Regions from separate parts of the Zea mays genome. Here region 1 is linked to region 2. The links are chromatin contacts, called in public Hi-C maps. All regions are on one chromosome and are shown on one strand. Each heading gives the region's core, a stretch centred on a gene start, on an enhancer-like site or on the middle of the called end of the contact. The rest is flanking DNA. Distances are from core to core; before and after follow the strand shown.

The links. Hi-C and Micro-C count contacts between places; a contact is called where the count stands out from the background.
Region 1: a contact with region 2 is called in a Hi-C map of tassel, with 2.5 times the contacts expected there. The contact joins the promoter of LOC103645893 here to the promoter of LOC103648371 in region 2. A contact is called at or near these places in 2 of 25 Hi-C or Micro-C datasets (ear and tassel).

Annotation. Positions count from the first base shown.
Region 1 is chr2:7,910,526-7,915,873 of Zm-B73-REFERENCE-NAM-5.0, reverse strand. LOC103645893 (protein SDA1 homolog) reads right to left here and starts at 3,185. Exons shown (of 15, transcript XM_008670617.3): 1 at 2,559-3,185; 2 at 1,799-1,975; 3 at 1,565-1,689; 4 at 1,356-1,491; 5 at 1,086-1,235; 6 at 934-987; 7 at 732-827; 8 at 570-629; 9 at 403-477; 10 at 265-318. The coding sequence starts at 2,969.
Region 2 is chr2:7,659,119-7,664,703 of Zm-B73-REFERENCE-NAM-5.0, reverse strand. It overlaps LOC103648371 (G-type lectin S-receptor-like serine/threonine-protein kinase B120), which reads right to left and starts at 2,069. Exons shown (of 7, transcript XM_035965160.1): 1 at 362-2,069; 2 at 63-273. The coding sequence starts at 679.

The DNA of each region.
Region 1 (5,348 bases), core at 1,936-4,435, 250 kb before region 2:
CACAACTTTATTCCAATTCAGCTATTTACATGTTTAATTCTGTTAGGACTTAGGAGCACAACATTGCAACCTTTTCAGTCTATCAGTAATTAATACAGAAAAGAATAATTAGTGAAAACATGGTCATTATCCCCTCTGCTTATGTCATATATGAAACACAGCTAACAAAAGCAATAGATTTCAGTTCCAGTGCCTAAGGGTATCTGTCTAGTACCATTGCAGACAAGAGTATTGTTTAAGCCATCCAAACATTAAGGTACCTACCAAAGGTATTCTCATGCAGATCTCTCTCACAACATTTAAGCCAACAGCAATAGCCTAAAAGAAGTAAAGTCAGATATATGTTCATGCAGTCTTGTTAGCTGGAACAACACATAGTATGCTGAAAGGGGGCATGCAAACCTCTGGACGAGAACGGTCATGCACAAACTGATTTACTATCTGCTTGAACAGTGGTTCAACAGCATCTGGAGGTACCTAACATTTACACATACATTTTGCATTCAGAAAAAAAGTAATGTAAGTGGAACCAATAGTTGCAAAGCAATGAACTTTTGAAGACGCGCAACCATATCATGGCAAGCCTGAACTGCTGCAGCGAGTAGAGTCGTCACATCTCGTTGATGAGGCTGCACATGGATGTACCAAAAATTATACATGAGTTAGTATTACCAAACTAGTTGGTGTTTCAAAGGACGACACAAACAAAAATACCATCTTAAATAACATACTTGAACGTATCTTTGAAGATACGGGTAGAAGTTCAACAAAACCAAGTGATGCAGCCCAATGGTCCTCGCGATTACTTTTAGCATCATCATCCTTACCTGCAGTGAAAAAGATTTTCTCGAAGCTTAAATGCTTGATTCTTGCCAAAGAGAAGGTCAAAGAAGGCATTAGCAACGTTATGCGTGTACAAAAAATGAGTATGACCTCAAATCGCTCATTGCATTTCTGCAACCGAGAGAAAAGCTTCTCCGCAAAACCCTGCCATCCAAAAACAAAAATAAACATTTTAGCATAATAGAGTTCCATAGATAAGAAATGGATATGCCATTCCATAGTTATTAGAGGCACCATCTCACCTGGGCATCTTTTAAATATGTCAGGGGTGAATAGAAACTGGAACCAGTTTCCTCGACAGATTTCCGCTGTTGTCTTTTCATGCTACGAATGACCCGCTGTAATTTAGCTTTCTTCTTTTTTTTACTAGCAGACGTACCCTTGTGATTTGCCTGAGAATTCATATACCAAGAAAATGCAAACGATGCATCAGAGGGAATAAAGCAAAGCAAACCAAGTATATCTAAAAATGACAAATGGGCAATTAAGGCACAATTAAACAGTTAAAGCACCTTATAAACGTCCTGTTTACTGAGAAGAATTTGTGGGTTTTGATCTGCTTCATCTTCACTGCTTGATGCGTCGCTATCATCCTCTTGTGGAGCATTTTCATATCCAAGAAGAAATGAAATAGCAGCTATCATAATCCTGCGTGTAATGACAATCATTTTAGGCTGGGAGCTGTGAATAGATTTTTTTTAAAATGTTCTGCAGCATGTACCTAGAGGAAGGGTGGAAACAAGCATCACATATTGCATTTGTTGTGCGTTCATCAAACCAGACCCTCCGACGGTGAAGATCACAAAGGATAGTAAATGCTCTCTTTGCTCGTGACTCTTCTTCAGCCTGACAAACAGGTGTACAAAATGAGCTAGGGGAAAACAAATTTGTATTTGTTTTTCAATATGCTAAAACCTGGTACCACTGATTAATGCATTCACAATATGTTGCAGACCTGTAAGAATTTAAAAAGGACGTTTTGCAGTTTACGATTTGTCGATTCATTCTTGTGCTTCTGGTTCATCCTCCTGATACTGTGTACAATATGCGAAAATGCTAGCTTTTTTACAGCTCGATCTCCAATAACTTGAAGCTCCATGAATAACTCCATTGTGTCCTCAAGATCGACAATCTGATTTTTATTTTTAAAACGAAAGAGGGGTTAGCAAAACAAGTGGTTGGATTTCAATGGTTCACAGGATGTGTAAGTTCAATCAGTTATTGTGCAAAGAAAAGGTGAATTATTGGCACCTAGTTAATAACCCATACCCAAAAATACTAGTTTCAGATATATATATTCCCAATGCTTACTTGAAAGAGGGTACTCATTGTAATACAGATCTAGCAAAAGTTATCTAGCACTATATCCAAGTGTAGTGATATGTAGTGAAGCTCACATATTTGATAAAAAAATCAATGATTTATTGATGTTGAAATACTAGAATAGGAACATGAGCGTGTAGTTTTGAAAAATTCTAAAAAAATCATACTCAGTGTAAAACCGATTTCCTTAATCTGTTGGCATCCTTCCACTAAGCCAACCGCAATCATATCTATTCTAAACTCCACACAAAAAATTAACCATTTTGCATTTGCAATACTAAGCTGCAATTAAAAGACAAAATGGCTACCCGTTGTCAAAACAAACATAACTCACATGTCCCCGAGATTTTGATTGAAAAACTATCAGCGGCAGTAAGACCAAAATTATTTACCTTCCGATTCACCAGCAATACAAGCGCCTGCACGAGGTGAGACCTGAGCCCCGGCGGCAGCCCACGCGCGTTGGTGTCGAGCAAGCCACCAATCTGGTCGGGCAAATCGGCGAGGTCATCCGGGTAGAAAGGCGCGACGTGGGCAAGGAACAGGGCGAGGTCCCCGAGCTCCTTGGCCACCTCCCCGCCGCCTCCCGAGGACGAGGTTGTAGCCAGCGCCGCCTGCTGCTGGAATAGGAACACCGAGGACTCGAAGTGGCGGTGGAGCTGGCGGAGCTCCTCCTCGTAGCCCTCCGGGTCACGCTTCATCTTCGCCTGAAGCACGGGGAGGTTATGCGGCTGGCCAGCCCCGCCTGACGAAGAGGCGGAGGCTGCCTCCGGCGTAAACGCCGGCGCGTGCTTGCGCGGCATCGGCGCGGGCAGGGGAAGCCCTTGGTATGCAGCGCCGCCGGTGTGTGCTAAAAGCCTAAAACCCTAGGCGCGGTAGCGGAGGGATTCAGGGGCGAAGCGACGTTGGCAATACCGCAATGGCATGCGGGGTGCGGCCGCACCGCACCTCGGGAGAGTCACGAATCATTTTTTTTCCCTTCTTTTTTTGCATCTCTAGGCCCTAAGTCACGCACGCACAAGCCGAGATCACCAGCCCAGCCCAGCCCAGCCCACCGCCCTCCAAACCAGGCCTTGCTGCTGGCCGGCGCCACAGCACAACAAACTGTACGCGAAAGATAGCAGAAAGATGTTTTTCGGGCACGAGGATTGCAAAGGCACAATTGTCTAGTGGAATTGATGATGAGCTGAGTAATGACGTGGTTTTTCGACCGTAGTCTACCAAAAATTTAGACAGATTTTTTACACTATTATATATTGTAGACTACAATATTCGTATAGTGAAATTTGAATATAGATATGAAGATATATAAGGTGCTGGAGATAGTCTTACTATTCTAGCCAGAATAAATTAATCGATAGTCACCGTTTTTCACGGACATGGAAGGGAAACAACGCAAATATAAACACTACTAGTCTAATACCCGCGCTGTTTTACTAGCACAAAACTCGTGCGTTGCGACGGTACACAAATTATTCATTAAAATATTAGTTTACAACAAAAACGAAAACATACACTAAATACCTCATATTATTTTCGCAAATAACCAATACATTGCAAAATAGCCCGGGACTGAGAGTCGCACAAGCCACGTGCGGTCTGCATTCACTGTCGGCGCACCTAGCTCCTGTGGGCTCTACAGTGGTGGGAAGCCCTCATCAAGCTGCTCACGGATGGAAATAGCTATTGCAGGATGTACATCAAATAAGATGACTTTGTCAGCATAGAACTTTGTAGAAATAATGCATAAATTTAAAATAAAAAAGAACTACAATGCAAGAAAAATTTATATAACAACAAATTCAAGACTAAACCAATCAAAATTTTGTAGCCAGAAAAAATCACAGATTATAAAGGGCAATAACAACAATAGCATATTGCATGGCTTGCAAGTACGATGAAGTTAAATGGAAATCCATAACATCAGAATTCCTCCATAGTTTATCTCACTCCTTTCCACCAGAGGTCAAATGACAACAGATAAAACCAAATGGTTGTGTGGTGCAAACTTATGGACCCTATAAAAAATGGAAGCATACTCAATAGTCTATATTGTTGTAACAACGAATAAACATCCACGCCCAAGGCAATCAATCTAAGAATATCAAAATTTGTCATCCCTTGAACTATATAACTCAATTTTAACTTCAATTAGGAGTAATGAGTTCTCGGCTAAAATGGATCAGCTTGCAGCGGTAGTCTCCAAATTCAAGGATTCACATGATTTAAATCTAGGTTGCAATAAATTACATTAGAATAAAGATATACCAATTCAAGAGTGGTATGGGTAAAGCACCGGTGGCGCAAAGACACCACTAAATAAAATGAAACCAGTCATTCAGGTACGATACAAGCAGTAGAAACTTCAAGTGATTCACAAAATTATCTTCACAAATTGATAGAGCGGTATTCCATGGCTGTGGAACCAGGGGCAGACCCAGCTAAGATCTGCATGAGAAAAAACTACTAGCTTTATTCACCTCTCTCTAGTCCTTTTATTCACCTCTTTCTAGTAACATGTTGGGTCCTTTAGAACTGCTGAAGATACATTTGGTTACACCTATAAACTGAACCCAAATGGGTGTAACACTAAGGCCAAATTTACATATGCTCAGTTTTAACTTCAATTAGGAGTAATGAGTTTTCAGTTAAAATGGATCAGCTTACAGCAGTAATATCCAAATTTAATGATTCACACAATTTAGGTTGAAATAAATAAAACAACTTAACCAACAACTATTGAGCTTCTTAAATACATAGAACAAGAAACAATATTACTCACACAAAAGGAGGAAAACCCAAAATCCTACCAATTAAAGAGTATCGATTCAAGCACACAAAATCCAAATTTTCTAAGAACAGAGCTATGTGGTACCTAAGTGTCCATAACTTGGGTAGAACAATTCACTACTTTCACTGAATAGAATCAACGGTGAGCAGGGAGATCTGGGTGTCGATGATGGACGGTTGCGCGCCGCGCCAGCGCGAGAGCTATGTGGTAGACGAGATCGATTTACTTCTTGTTATGACAACAACATTTTCATTTTCATTTTCGGAGTAACAGAACAACAACACATGATATCAGTATTCTATATTTATTTTTATCTTATACTTCAGCTAAAATTGTTAAGAAATCACCAGGCACCAAACAATATAGAAGATGGGAACATTGAGAAGGTATA
Region 2 (5,585 bases), core at 820-3,319:
GAGTCACAATTTCAGTTAGTCTAAAATTGTTTCGTAATATGTGAAATGAAGTCAGAACGTACCAAAAAGGAAGGCGTCCAAGCTTTTGTTTGGTAAGTATTCATATATCAGTAACTTCTCATCTTTATGAATGCAGCAATCAAGAAGTCTAACTAAGTTTCTGTGCTGCAGTTTAGCAATCAGAACTACTTCATTTCTAAATTCCTCGACCCCCTGTGTAGAGCCTTTACTGAGCCTTTTGACAGCTACTTCCTTGCCACCTTCCAACATTGCCTAGATGAGGAAACCGTTTGTCGATTTATCCAGATAAGTGCTACAATATTTCTTCTACTGAAACTATCAAGCTAAAACTTTTATTTACCTTGTAAACTTTTCCGAATCCACCTTTTCCAAGCATGTTAAAATCAGAGAAGTCGTTTGTCGCAACGATGATGTCTTCTAAGGCAATTGATGGAAATTCCAAATTTTCGTTCTCAAACCTGTTGGAAGCATCCGAGTGTTGCAGTGTGTACTGACTTTTCTTGCTTTTGTGTTTGTCTGGCAGGAACGGACACATTGATATCAGTCTCGTTTTTATGAGTACCTCATTAACACTGCACTCTGAAAAATGAAGTAGTGTCCTACCTTTTGGCTTGAATACAAGCCATGTGCATGTTATTAGAAGAATCAAACCAGCCATAATCGGGAGTACAATCTTCAATGTGGTACTCTTCTTATTCTTACTAACTGCACAAATGTAGTCCACAAAGAGAATAACACTGTCAAAAATCTATCACCACACATTGGATGGTCTTTGCCTAGAATTGAGACCGATTGAGGCAGCATCAATTACAGGCAAGTGTCACTGCAGCATCAATTACGCTGTGCATGATTGAGACCAAGCACCTTGTCGTGTCAATCGTGGTGTCAACATTTTGCAGGTTAGCATAAGCATACGCTGTGCATGAGCAGTTGTCCCTGCACTCTGCAGCGCATTGGTCAAGGCTTCTGTTCTTGATGTATAAGAACTTGTCAGGAGTCTTCATGCTGGGCAAGGTGAAGAAACTATCTCCGTCACCACATTTCAGCTCATCCTTTCTCCGACATCCTTTGGAAGAATCAAGACCATTGGGCTCAAAACCATCAAGGCACTTGCATGCAGGAACAGGTACTGTGTCATCGCAGTAGCCAAATGGGCCACAAGAGGCATACCTGTCACATGATGGATAGGGGAATTGGCTAAAGATTTTCCACGAAGACGTGTTGTTGTTCCATCTTCGGAAAGTGGACATGCCTGTGTAATCCAAAGTTAAGCGTATGCTAGGTGAGCCATCAGGCACAGTCAATTGCATGTAATACCCGTCTCCTGTATCGACAACTGTCTGGTACATCATGAAGCTTGTGTTGTTTTGGAATATGCCGTGCACCAGTTCACCACCCCATGCGGCTCTTCTCCAGTATGGCTGTGTCCCATTCCAAACGATAATCTGGAGACCTGAGCTAGGGTCGCCACCCATGGAGAAATCACTACTGGATGGGTCATCAGGTCCCTTCCAGGCAACAAGGAGCGTAGCGCTGGAAGCTACGTTCAGTGAAAAATTTACATTGGGGACAATTGTGTCAGTCGGGTAACTGAAGCTCTCCCATATGTCGGTGCCATTTGGCAACCGGATAACCAAGTTCCCCGAGTCGAGCAGGATGGAAGCAGTTTCACCGCCTCCTCCTGCGGTATAGTTGTTTGTCGTCGTCCAGATGGTGCGGCCTGTGGAGTCTAACAAGACAAGGTCAGAACTGTTGGTAAAAACTAGCTTCCCAGGCACATTGGTGGTAATTGGGTTGTCGCGGTTGGCAATCCACACGTATGTGCGCTCGGGAATGTTGTTGTACCATATGCCGACATAAGACCTTGAAGAGTTCTTCAGGGAGAAGAAGCCAAGAGCAAAGACACCACCGCCTGAGATGAGCACCTCGTTGGGCAAGAGTGGCTTTGCAGGTGTTAGCCTGTCATCGGATTGGCATAAGACAACCATGAACAGGAAGACGAAAACGGGGAGGTAAGCCATGGCCATGAAGCCTTCCTTGGCAAGTTGGTGTATATATGGTTGTGGAGAAGACAAACAAAGGAGATAGCACAATGGTAGAACCGTTAGACAGTTCAACCCCAAGGATAAGTAGTAGAAAATGGCGCAGATGCTGAGATTTTTCTATCCCTCCAACTCAGATGCTGCTCTTGTCAGTTGTCAAATTTATTAGATGGGAAAGGAGGAATAATCTGGACCACTGATGAAGCTGTCGTATGTAGAAACATAGGCTAATAGCATGACCATCAAATTTGGAGATTCGATGCACCAAACAAATCCAAGATGTGTGTGTGTGGACAAGTAGCTGATGCTGACACTCGCTGCCCCATAGGTCAAACCTGTCATTCTAGCACAGGCTGCCATCAGTGGATTATTCAGCACACCAAGAAAAGCATTGGCTTATGGATTATTCAGCATTACGACAGATCGTGCTACTAGTCTAGTACTAGTACCACATCAATCTACAAAGATACTTCCGGCTAGCTGGAAATGCACGGGAATCAAATGAATAGGAAACTCTGGACTTGCACGGCACCACAAGAATTTCTGATCAAATTGGGCATCAGAGAAATCAATTAGTCAATCGTGAACAACACACATCTCAATGTTTTGGTAGAGGACGAGCAGAGCTTTGAAAACACATCAAAGATAAAGCTCCAAACCTGCAAACGAACCGGTGATTTTAGCAGCTACTTCACAGTATTACAACTAGTTTCATACTGCAATTATTTATTATTCTTAGAATGGAAAATATATTTTCTGAATGGAGAAAGAGAGGTAAGCAGATGCAAAGACTGAAGAGTTTGAGTCGGGACTCGGGAGACGGGCGTGCCCGGCCTTCATAGGCGTATTTTTTCTCCCCGCCAAAACTAGCCCGAACCAGGTTAGACATTCCCCGGGCTTCCAAATGCAGGCGTAGCCACACCGGTGTTTCCACACCGAGGAGCTGGGCAACCCGTGTTTTGGCCAGAAACCTCGCCGGATTTAAGGCTCCCAAACGAACCCTAAGGCCATGTTCGTTTGATCCCAAAATCATAGGGATTGAAGGGGATTGGAAGGGATTGGAGAGGATTTTGACTTATAGGGGATTTAATCCCCCTCAATCCCTATGAATTGACACAAAACAAACAGAGCCTAAGGCGGGCCTCCTTTGGTAGACAGGGCCCAGGGATCCCTGCCAACCAGATTCCTAGAAGTTCCCTACCGACGGGGCTGCCCTACCCTGCTGCCTTTTGGCAGCCAATGATGAGCCCCCGTACAGGCATGCCTTTTAGCAGATGCGGTAATAATTGTGAATAGCAAAATCAAACACTTGTTTATAGCAAGTATTTGGCATGTCCAAAATCTCTACTAATCCTTAAGGCAATAGTGTAGACTAGGCACAACCATACCCCCGCCTCCATCTCGACCGTCCGATTGCCTCGCTCTCGCTCTCGCTCTCGCAGCCGCACCCGCCGCCACGGGCACCCGGCCATGCGCGCAGCCATGCCCCCCAACAACCACCCGCGTCCCGCCCCAACCCCCGCCGCCATGCGCGCAGCCTGGTGGGACCTGGTGGGGCTCGGGCTCGGCGACATGGTGGGCGCCAGCATGTTCGTGACCACAGGCCGCGCCGCCCGCCTCTACGCGGGGCCTGGCCTCGTCGTGTCCTACGCCATTGCCGGCCTCTACGCAATGCTCTCCGCCTTCTGCGTACGACTCCATGGACATGGGCGACGACGAGCTGGTGGTCCTCGACAGCCGCGGCGTGCTCCCTTGCTTCCTCATCATCTACAAGGTCTAGCCGCCGCCGAGTCGACTCGGGACCTGGCTGGAGCACTGATCGACCGCCGTGACCGCTAACCGCCATCGTTACAGTCCACGCTAATCGCTAGGACTCTCTAGCATTGTTTTGGGACCCTGCTTTTTAGCAGTGTCAGCCTGTCAGGTGTGGATGAGCCACAGGAAATGGAGCCCGATGGAGGGCTGATTTCTCTGTTGTGTGTCTGCAGGCCGTTGTCGATGAGTTGCGCAGGATGCTGGATCCCGGGAAGCCATCCTGTTGGGGACTTGTTCTCAAATGCTTCAACTTGAAGGAGATGAAAGTACAAGCGTGACGCAAAAGTGAATGCCCAATCAGCCCCCCCAGTACGGGGGTACTGTTCACCTATTTATAGGCACAGGTCACAGCCTATGCAAAATTACATTCATGCCCTTTACATTTGATAATAATTCTATTGTAATCTATCGAGGTCTGAATAGCCTTTTCATCTTTAAGTCGGTTTCATTTTGTTGCTATCATGCCGAAGCTTTCCTGCTCACACCTTCGGCGCTGTATCAACCTTCGTATTATTCTGGTCTGCTGTGATACCGATTTGAGTCCGAAGATACCTGTTCACACATTAAACTCCAGAAATACTGTTAAATCCTGTTTTTGAGGACCTTCGTAAGCCGAAGGCCCCCAACAGTAGCCCCTCGCAATATTAATTTGTTTAAAACAATAAATTTAAATTGCGATATGGACGAAGGCTTTACGCCGAAGGTCCGAAAAAACACCTTCCCTTTGCTAGAATAGCAACATTCACTGACAAGCGGGGTCTTTCAATTTTCAGCGCACTGGGCGTATAAATACGGTCATACCGCAAACTCATTTGGCACGCTCTCTTGTCATCTGCTCTCGCTCACTCGATTTTTAGCTTTTGTGCACTAAGAATTTGTGAGCTTTTAGTTTTGAAGCTTCGGCTTTGAAAACAGTTTTTTAGTGTTTCCGAAGATGTCTGGAGATAAGAAGGCTGCTGCTGAGACGAAGCTGAGTCTTGACGAAGAGAAAAACTTGGGGTTTCTTATAGCGATGTCGAAGACCAACACGGAAAAAATCACCAAGGAGATTCTAGAAGGTTTGTCTGAGGATACTGGTGATAGTGATAGTTATGATGTGGACAGCGGTGGTGAAGACTCCGAAGATCGTCCCTGGCGACCAAGCCACTCAGTTTATGGTAAATCAACTATCAAAGAGAATCATCTTGTCAACATGAGAGGGAGGTATTTCCGGGATTTGTCCATTGTGAGGGCCGACGAAGGGGAGAAGACTTGTCCACACCCTGAAGAGAATGAAGTCGTAGTGTACCGGAGCTTTTTGAAAGCTGGGCTGCGATTTCCCTTGAGCAACTTCGTCGTGGAGGTGTTGAAAATCTTCGAAGTCTATCTTCACCAACTTACCCTCGAGGCAATTATAAGGCTGAATACCTTCGTGTGGGCCGTGAGAAGCCAAGGTCTGAAGCCTGATGCAAAAAGCTTCTACAATATACACGAATTATCCTACGAAACAAAACCTTGGGGTAAGGAACAGTATCATAATAATTTTGGCTGCTACAGTTTCGTTTCTCGCTCCGGGTCAAGCTGTCCCGTGCCAACCTTTCGGAAGAGATGGCCCGGCAACTGGATGACATAATGGTTTTATGTGAAGAATGACCTGTCAGAACGAGAAGATATCAAAGGTATAATTATGCGCCCTATTTGGCAAAGCTTCGGCCTTCGGAGGCCGAA